Linked DNA regions of Mus musculus: all the other regions are linked to region 1. The links are chromatin contacts, called in public Hi-C and promoter capture Hi-C maps. All regions are on one chromosome and are shown on one strand. Each heading gives the region's core, a stretch centred on a gene start, on an enhancer-like site or on the middle of the called end of the contact. The rest is flanking DNA. Distances are from core to core; before and after follow the strand shown.

What was found. Promoter capture Hi-C pulls out the DNA fragments that hold promoters and counts their contacts. A called contact is a pair of places that touch in the nucleus more often than the background predicts.
Region 2: a Hi-C map of uterus shows a contact between it and region 1. The contact joins two enhancer-like sites. A contact is called at or near these places in 2 of 484 Hi-C or Micro-C datasets (nephron progenitors and uterus) and 3 of 115 datasets of contacts at active chromatin or transcription factors (astrocytes and fibro-adipogenic progenitors).
Region 3: a promoter capture Hi-C map of liver shows a contact between it and region 1. The contact joins two enhancer-like sites. A contact is called at or near these places in 1 of 39 promoter capture datasets (liver), 25 of 115 datasets of contacts at active chromatin or transcription factors (the 230-238 cell line, astrocytes, bone marrow-derived macrophages and 17 more) and 3 of 9 other capture datasets (adipose tissue, liver and pancreatic islet).

The regions. Positions count from the first base shown.
Region 1 is chr1:154,148,977-154,151,878 of GRCm38.p6, reverse strand. No RefSeq gene overlaps it. Among named protein-coding and RNA genes, the nearest start is that of Zfp648, 51 kb to the left of the region's middle. Within about 2 kb of position 1,353, at least 171 of the 459 cell types and tissues checked have an H3K27ac peak or open chromatin away from gene starts, as enhancers often do. A contact at or near this core is called in adipose tissue, astrocytes, hepatocytes and 2 more, where this site is marked.
Region 2 is chr1:153,961,881-153,964,580 of GRCm38.p6, reverse strand. No RefSeq gene overlaps it. Among named protein-coding and RNA genes, the nearest start is that of Gm30327, 28 kb to the left of the region's middle. Within about 2 kb of position 1,345, at least 54 of the 459 cell types and tissues checked have an H3K27ac peak or open chromatin away from gene starts, as enhancers often do. A contact at or near this core is called in astrocytes and uterus, where this site is marked.
Region 3 is chr1:153,917,306-153,920,150 of GRCm38.p6, reverse strand. No RefSeq gene overlaps it. Among named protein-coding and RNA genes, the nearest start is that of Glul, 19 kb to the right of the region's middle. Within about 2 kb of position 1,445, at least 21 of the 459 cell types and tissues checked have an H3K27ac peak or open chromatin away from gene starts, as enhancers often do. A contact at or near this core is called in adipose tissue, hepatocytes and liver, where this site is marked.

The DNA.
Region 1 (2,902 bases), core at 104-2,603:
TGAGTCCAAAGATTTAAGATCCTAGCTAATAGACTGTTCTCAGCAATGGAGACTCTCCTACTCACCCTTTCCAGGCTGGAACAGATGAAGGTGAATATGGTCAGCCATCAGCCAACGTCGGAATGGGACCCCTTAGAGCCTGTGCATTATAAAGTGATGCAGGAAAAAAAGGAGCTCAAGACAGTCCAGTTATGCAGCGAGGTTCAAGCTACAGCACAGGTCTTATGGCCTCTGATCAGAGTTAAACCCAACTCCAAGGTCCAAGTCCCAACATATGAGCCCAGACTCTGGGGTACCACCAGTTATGATCGCAAAAAGGAGAGTAATGAAAACCCGTGTCATCTAGGTTTGAATGCCTATGTCCTGCATAAACACCATCAACACTGGTGGGACTGGGAGCTGGTTTCAGATGCAATGGCAATACTTCTGGAAATGCTGAAAATAAAGGCTAAAAGGATGGCTTAGCATTTAAAATTCTTGCCATGCAAGCATGAAGATTGAAGTTTGGATTCCCAGAACCGGCACAAAGTCTGGATGAGGGTGGCCACCCCCCTGTTGTAATCCCAGTGATCAGAAATTGGAGACAGGGGTTCTCTGGAGCAAGGTGACTAGCCAGAGTAGTTACATGTGTGAGTTCTGGGTTCAACTGCAAGACTTTGTCTCGATATATAGAGTGGAGAGAAAGAGAAAGGTACCGGCTATCAACCTAGGGAAGCCACACTATGCAAAAACAAGTACATACTTGCATACATGAATACGTATGCTTAAAGAACGTGGGCACAGCTAATATTTCAGCTTGAATTTTCCTGTGTGCCTACTGCAGACATCTGCATTACAATAGAGAGAGAGAGAGAGAGAGAGAGAGAGAGAGAGAGACCTAAGAAACTGAAGTGCTGAGAAACCAACAAATTTAACCGAGTCATGGACATGCTGGAAGTAAAGTTCTTCGGCATCAAATTTGGTGCCTTTGGCTGTGGGGCATATCTAGGATCCCTAAATAAGTTTTTGGTTATCAGAGCAGATCGGTCAGTCCCTCTCCAGGCAGGAGGTCATCTGGGGGCTCCAGGAGTTCAGCTCTAGTGTCTAAACAGCCAAAGTGAATTATTCACTTAGGAGGCTGAAAAACAACCCCTGGGTTGTGAAACGAAGCTTTCCAGAGTTAAATGTCTTAGTCACTTGGAATCTGACCAAAGTCAACTCTTGGCCCTGACCCACCCATATGTCTGTGCTGGAAGGGAGCAGAGACAGGGAAACCCCAAAACAAATATGAAAATGGCTTGTCAGCGCAGGATGGGCAAAGTTCTCAAGGGGCAGGTGTGCTCCAGGTGAGGCAGGGTTTCTGGCAGCTTAGCTGATAAGCAGGTCACAGAAGGGCTGTCAGCAGCATTGTTTGGTTCCAGGCCTGAACGGGTCTGTGGCTTACATAACAGCTTGGCAGGCAGATGCAGCCAGGCAGAAGCGCACGGTTTTCCAGCAGCCCGTAATCATCTTTGATTCTCTGTCTGCTCAGCAGCTTCCATGTGCTGGGGGAGGCAGCTGTGCAGAGTGGGCAGGGCAGGATTCCAGCACACTGCAGTCTTCTGTCTCCTCTAGCAGAACAAACAGCCAGGGAATCATCAACCGCCACCCAGCAGGGCTGGGGCGGTCTGAGGGAGGAGCTGTTGTCAAGCCTGGTCCAGGCCTGTGGGCAGAGATTAGCCTACAGGTGAACACCAGAGCTGTCAGAAGTGTGTGTGTGTATTGGGGGAGGGGTGCCCTGACACCTGACACTCTTTGCCACCTTGTCTTGTCTGTGGGAACAGAGACATTCCCTCTTTTAAATACAGAGATCTCAGAATTCAATGTCATGTCCATCACAAAAGGCAATTGGGGAAGGGGCTCTATGTCTTACTAAATAATACTGCCTGCCTTCTCCTCTATACAGGTACCAGTCTGATCCTGCTGAGTCCTAGGCATGTGGTGGTGAGAAGGAGAACTTCAGACAGTGGTGCATCACTTGGCTGAAAACACAAATCTGCATCTCTCTCTCTCTCTTTCTCTCTTTCTCTCTTTCTCTCTTTCTCTCTCTCTCTCTCTCTCTCTCTCTCTCTCTCTCTCTCTCTCTCTCTCTCTCTCTTTCTCTCTCTCTCTCTCTCTCTCCCTCCCTCTGCCTTAATCCTAACTTGTTCTAGCTGACTAGCAGCAGCTGGTGTTCCTGTTAAAATGACTCCTACTCTCTACTGGCTGTAGATCTCACTCCCCCTGTGGTCTTCCACCTCAAATCTCCTCGGGCACTCACTCTGCTTGTCTGGTTCTTGAAGAACCAGGGATTGGGATGAAGTCCCTGCTCCATCTGAGTGGTACCCTTCTGGGAGTGATCCACCTACCCTGGTGAGTTAGTAGAAGCTAGGTAGTAACTATGAAAGAAATATGAAAGAGATACAGTTTCTATCAGCAGAAACAGGAAGGTCTTTGGATGGGGGCTCCATCCATTTATTCGTTCAACAGTTTCCCTCAGAGGTCTCGCCTTAGAGGTCAAACTAATGCTGGCGATTTTATCAGGAATGCAGCACTGGTCATAGGGCTTTCAGTCCTGGTACCGAGCGCTTCTGTTCTACATGTATTTAGATTAATGAATAATTGTGCACGCGAACTGTTGATCTTGGCAGTGCTGTGCAATTACCAAACACGCCCACACCCTCATCTATCTACTGACTGGACACACTTTGTTTTGCAAGTGATTTATGTGACCTTGCGTGGTGTTGTGCTCAGATGTTCCTGAATGTTCTGACTCCTTCTGACCCCTAGCCTGCACCTCATGCCGCAACCCCTTGACGACGCCATGCCACACAGATGATCTCTCTGTATTTACTTCATTCCTTGGGCCTCTGTGTCCTTGTTGGTTCTGCCAAGCCCTTGACCT
Region 2 (2,700 bases), core at 96-2,595, 190 kb after region 1:
AGGCAGTTGCTGCCCTTTCTTTCTTTCTTTCTTTCTTTCTTTCTTTCTTTCTTTCTTTCTTTCTTTCTTTCTTTCTTTCTTTCTTTCTTTCTTTCTTCCTTTCTTTCTTTCTTTCTCTCTTTTTCTGTTTGTAATTATGCACTCCTGAAATCTGCAAGAACTCAGGTTCACATTCCTGAGGAAAATGTTCTGGTACATTTGGGCCAAAGACGTGCTGTGCTGAGAAGGTGGCCTGGCTCAAAACACTGGCAGGACTAAGCAGGCACCGCGGCCCAAACTAACATACACATTTGTCCCCGACGACGACTGGGAAAAGGCTGAGACACTGACTCTCAGTGTGAGTGTCCCCCAGCAAGGCCTTCAAAACAAGGAGCAGAAGGGTGAGCCTGTGTCATAAACATGGCTGGAACAACAGAAGGCAGCCGGCCAGCTAGAGACATAAACAAGTTCTTAAAGGAGCCCCAACAGCACTTCCTTGTTTCCTCTAGGCAAATGTTGAGCTTTAGTGCGCACTTGATACAATGGCTAGACTGTAGATGAAAATTCACAGAAGCATTCCAACCGTGTCTTTAAAGAGGGAGGGACAGATCTGTCATGTGTGTGCCCGGGGTGGGCTGAAGCAAGAGCAGAGCCTACAAGATGAGTGCTTTATGTGGTGGTGAAGGCCTGACCCCAACCCTTGCTTGGCCCTTGTGGTCTAGGACAAGAAGGAATAGCAGCCAGCTGCTAGCAATTACACTAAAACAGAATTGGTAGTACTTTTACTGCCCAGAAAGAAGAGCCCTAGACAGATGATATTTTCCAGAAGAATTGAATCTGGGGCTTAATAGACCTGAGTTTAAGTCCCTGAAGTGACGAGATCATATTAACTATGAAGAAAAGAAGCCTCCTGCTCAGTCTTTCCAAGTGCCAGCTGACCTCTGCCTAGGCACGGGCCCAGCATTCCCCAGGCTCAGAAGATGGAAAGACACAGACCAATAGTGTATTTGAGTAGGGACCACAAAAACAACTCAGCAGTGGGCATAAATCCTGGGCCTGGAATCCCATAACTATTTAACAACTCCCTGGGAAGCAAGGCTGACTTTTTCTGGTTCAGGTCTTTCCCTTCTCTGGCATTTCCCAGGCGATTGCTGGGGAAGTGCCAGAGGCATGTTGTCTAGGGAGACCTCCACCACGGATTCATTTCTAACATTAGAACACTATGACCTGAAGACCACCCCAAGGGGATTCTCGGGGGAGGGATATCACCTCCTCCACCAAGCCAAGATAAGAACGCAGGGACCAGTGAAGGTAGGGTGACAGGTTGTGCAAAAGAGGAGCCAACAGCTTCCTGTGAACCAATTTTGAGTTCCCTTGAACAACCAATAAGACTCAATCGTCACCAGGTGTGGTGGCACACAGCTTTAATCCCAGCACTTGAGAGGCAGAGGCAGGCAGATTTCTGAGTTCGAGGCCAGCCTGGTCTACAGAGTGAGTTCCAGGACAGCCAGGGCTATATAGAGAAACCCTGTCTCGAAAAACCAAAAAAAAAAAAAAAAAGACTTGATTGTCACTTAGGGCATACAGCACCATATCTGGCCACCAGAAATTTTAGTTCTTTTTTGTTGTCATTTTTTGTTTAGTTAATTAGCTAGTTATTTTGAGACAAGGTGCTCCCATTTGGCTTGGAACTCGCTGTGTAGACCAGCCAGGCCTCAGACTCACAGAGATTGCCTCATTCTGCCTCCTGAAGGCTGAGATTAAAGGCGTGCACCACCACACCTGGATAATTGCTTTTTAATTATTATCGACTGTTACATGATTCTCTCTCCAAATGATACCTATGACCTGAAGTTTAAAAAAAAAATTCTAACATTTCATTTATTTGAGTTTTCCTCTTCAAACCATTACTATATCTTCTTATTCAATTGAACAGCATGTTTTTCTCTAAATTACAACTGGCCTTAACAGTGCGGATGTGACCCTCCCTGGAATTAGCAACAGAAAGCTCCAGTCAGCTGAAGGCATCCTGCTAGTACTTCGTGAACACACCATATCTAATCTGGTGCCTGGAGAGCAATGACCCAGAAATCAGTTATAGATTTGAATGTCAGCTTTGTTATTGAATTGTAAAAATTTTAACAAGTCATCCCTTCTTTGTACTGCCTACTTCCATAAGTAAATCTAGGACACAACGAATTCAAAGCTAGAGAGAGCTCTGCTTGCACAATGCCGCCTTGTTCTCAAGTGTAGGATCTGGAGCCAGGGATTGTGTAAATTGCTTGCATTTTTTAAGCAACAGATATGCATGTAGGAAAGTCCACTGGGCGACAAACAAAAGCCGGGTCTCAGATAAAACCCTGAGCAATATCCTAATGGAGATTTACAAATCTTAAAAGGTCGCCAGCTTTACACCGTGCCTTTCTAGACCTCTCAGGATGCAGGGTTTTAAACAAGAAAGAGCTGTGACTTGCAAGGAGACTCTGTCGTGGGAAAGAAAGCACATTTGGCCAGACGGCTTAGCTTTTTGTTTCTAGGGAGCTGGTATTATCCTATCACTGGGAGCTAGAAAGGAGAGAGTTTCCTCCACTCAGTAGAGTTTAGAACCCTGTTAAGGTTCGAAAGGAAGAAGGAGGAGGCGGGACTTTGACTTACATAGAACTCTAGGTTTTTTTTGTTTTTGTTTTTGTTTTTTGTTTTTTGGTTTGTTTTTGTTTTTGT
Region 3 (2,845 bases), core at 196-2,695, 230 kb after region 1:
AGCTCCTTAGACACTCCACTTCCTGCTTCCTTAGACACTCCACTTCCTGCTTCCTTAGACACTCCACTTCCTGCTTCCATCCATCTCTGTGTGTTTCCAAATTTGTGCTTTCTCTAGGGACGGAGGAGAGAGGTTTTGTAGCGGTCTCCAGGGTCTTCCTAGCATGACTGCTAATTGTGGTGGTGCGGGACTGCTAATGTCGTTCTGGAACCACCTTTAGTAAACTTGGTGGTGACACCAAGGACAGAAGCTTGGCCAGGATACGATGCACTGCCTGTGTGGTGCCCTGGAACTCGGCTCTGTACACCAGGTTGGCCTCAAACTCAGAGATCACCCTGCCTTCTGAGTGCTGGGATAAAAGGCGAGCACCACCATCACCTGGCTCCATTTTGTTGTTGTTGTTGTTAATTTGGGGAACTTTAAACATTTATTCATGTATGCATGCACTATGTATATGCCACATGAGTGCAGGAGCCTTCAGAGCTTTCAGAAAAGAGCCTTGGATTGACTCACAATTAGTTGTGAGGATTTGGTTGAACTGAGGGCAGGACTTCTGGAAGATTAGACAACACTCTTAACCATCTAGCTACTTTGTTTTGAGGGTGCTGGATCCCCTGGAACTGAAGTTTCAGACGGTTGTAATCCACCACGTGGGTGAACAAATGTGTACTCACTTTATATAGTACACCAACACCAGACTAAAATAACTATTCCACCTAAGTCGGGCTTGGAGGGTGCTAGTGAGCTTAGTGGGCCTGCAGGAGCAGGGTGAGGGTGAGCTTAGTGGGTTTGCAGGAACAGGGGTGAGGGTGAGCTTAGTGGGCTTGCAGTAACAGGGGTGAGGGTGACCTTAATGAGTTTTCAGGAGCAGGGGTGAGGGTGACCTTAGTGGGCTTGCAGGAGCAGGGTGAGAGTGAGCTTAGTGGGCTTGCAGGAGCAGAGGTGAGGATGATAGCTTCCCTGTAGCTTCACAAGTGGAACTCTGCTAAGGTCTAAGCATTCCAATGCTGGCAGGACAACATTCCACAAGAGTAGGCCTGTTTATTCCCTACCAGGACACTAGGCATGCATTGTATCAGCCTGCCACTGCCCTTGAAATAGACCCTAGGGTGATACCTGCAGGCTGCTGGCATACAGTTCAGTACACAGAGTGAGAGCTAAAAGATGACCTAGTGCCCAGATAAAATGAAGAGAGTACTTTTCATGCTAATATATTCCGTCTCTCGGGACTGAGAACTATGAACAGGCAGCAGATGTTAAAGAATCTCATCCCACTCTCACCTCTCATTACCACTCTCACCTCTATTTTTCTCCTTCTCCCCTCTTATTCCCTGTCCTCATTCTCTTTCCACTTCCTTGAATAGCCTCTTTCCCCTTTTCCCTCCTGATGTGACCTCTAGGTTGGCTCAGCTCCATGTTCAAGATGTTACTTACATAATATGGCTTACGAAAGCAAAACAACCTGCTGCCTGCCCTGCCAGGCTGTGAAGCCCAGCATGGAGAGGAAGAGCCTGGGCTTCTCTGGGGGTTGATGAGGCTGGTGGCTGGGGGTGGGTGGTGGGGTGGGGTAGGGAGACTGAGGATGGACACAACTTGGAACCAACACTTACATGTTCTACCTGTATTAGCCTGTCTGTCTGTCTGTCAGTCAGTCAGTCAGTCAGTCTATCTATCTTTCAATCTCTCTCTCCCCCCTCCCTTTCTGTCTTCTCCCTCTTCCTCCCTCTCTCCCTCCCTCTCCCCAAGGTTTCAAGTAGCCCAGGCTGGTGTTGATTTACTTTTGATTCTACTTTCACACACACACACACACACACACACACACACACACACACACACACACACACACACACAGAGAGAGAGAGAGAGAGAGAGAGAGAGAGAGACAGAGAGAGAGAGACAGAGACAGAGACAGACAGACAGACAGACAGACAGGCCCCCCCCCAAGCCAAGAGCTGAAATTACAGGTGGTGTGACATCAAACCTGATTTGTGCAGTGCTGGGAATCAAACCCAGGGCCTTGTACATGCTAAGAGGACATTCTACCAAAGTAGTTTTAAACCCCAGTTCTCCATCTCTTCAAAGGGATTCTGCCAGATCTGTAGAGGGAGCCTGACAAAGACAGGAGGCAAAAAGAAACCAGGGGACTAAGGACCATAAGGACCAGGGCCAAAGCTTATGCTAATCTATCCTGTTACTAGTGCTGGAGGTCTCCCAAAAACATTACAATAATCTACATTAGTTCAGTAGCATCTAGAAGTTTCCTCTGTGCGTGTGTTTACCTTTCTTTATGCTATACAAGCACTCGACCACAGAGCTACATCCCTATCCTCAAGGTTGTTCTCTGAGCAAAAGGGCAGAGCCTCCAAGATGCCTAGGAGGGACTTCCAGTTACCTTATCCCCCGGGGGATGTCCATGGCTCCCAGGTCCCCGTTATTCTAACAGAAATATCAATAAGGCCCAGTTAAGAGTCGCTCCTGAGAACACTTCAACAAAACCACAACACATTTTTGCATTTCCTGGGTTTTTCTTTTCTTTTCTTTTCTTTTCTTTTCTTTTCTTTTCTTTTCTTTTCTTTTCTTTTCTTTTCTTTTCTCTTCTTTTCTTTTCTTTCTCTCTCTCTCTCTCTCTTTATAATTTCTGCAGAGGATTTAGCTTTCTTGCTGAAGAGCAGAAGGACTGACCAAGGAGTTGCTGTTTAAGAGAGCTTGATCTAGCGTACCAAAATAATTTATGTACATGCTTCTACAATTAAAAAACTTTGTATCCCCCTGAAACAAGGTAGCCCTCCATCTCCTCTCCAAGTGCCGAGATTGCAGGAGTGAACCCCCTCATCTGTCTATTTTT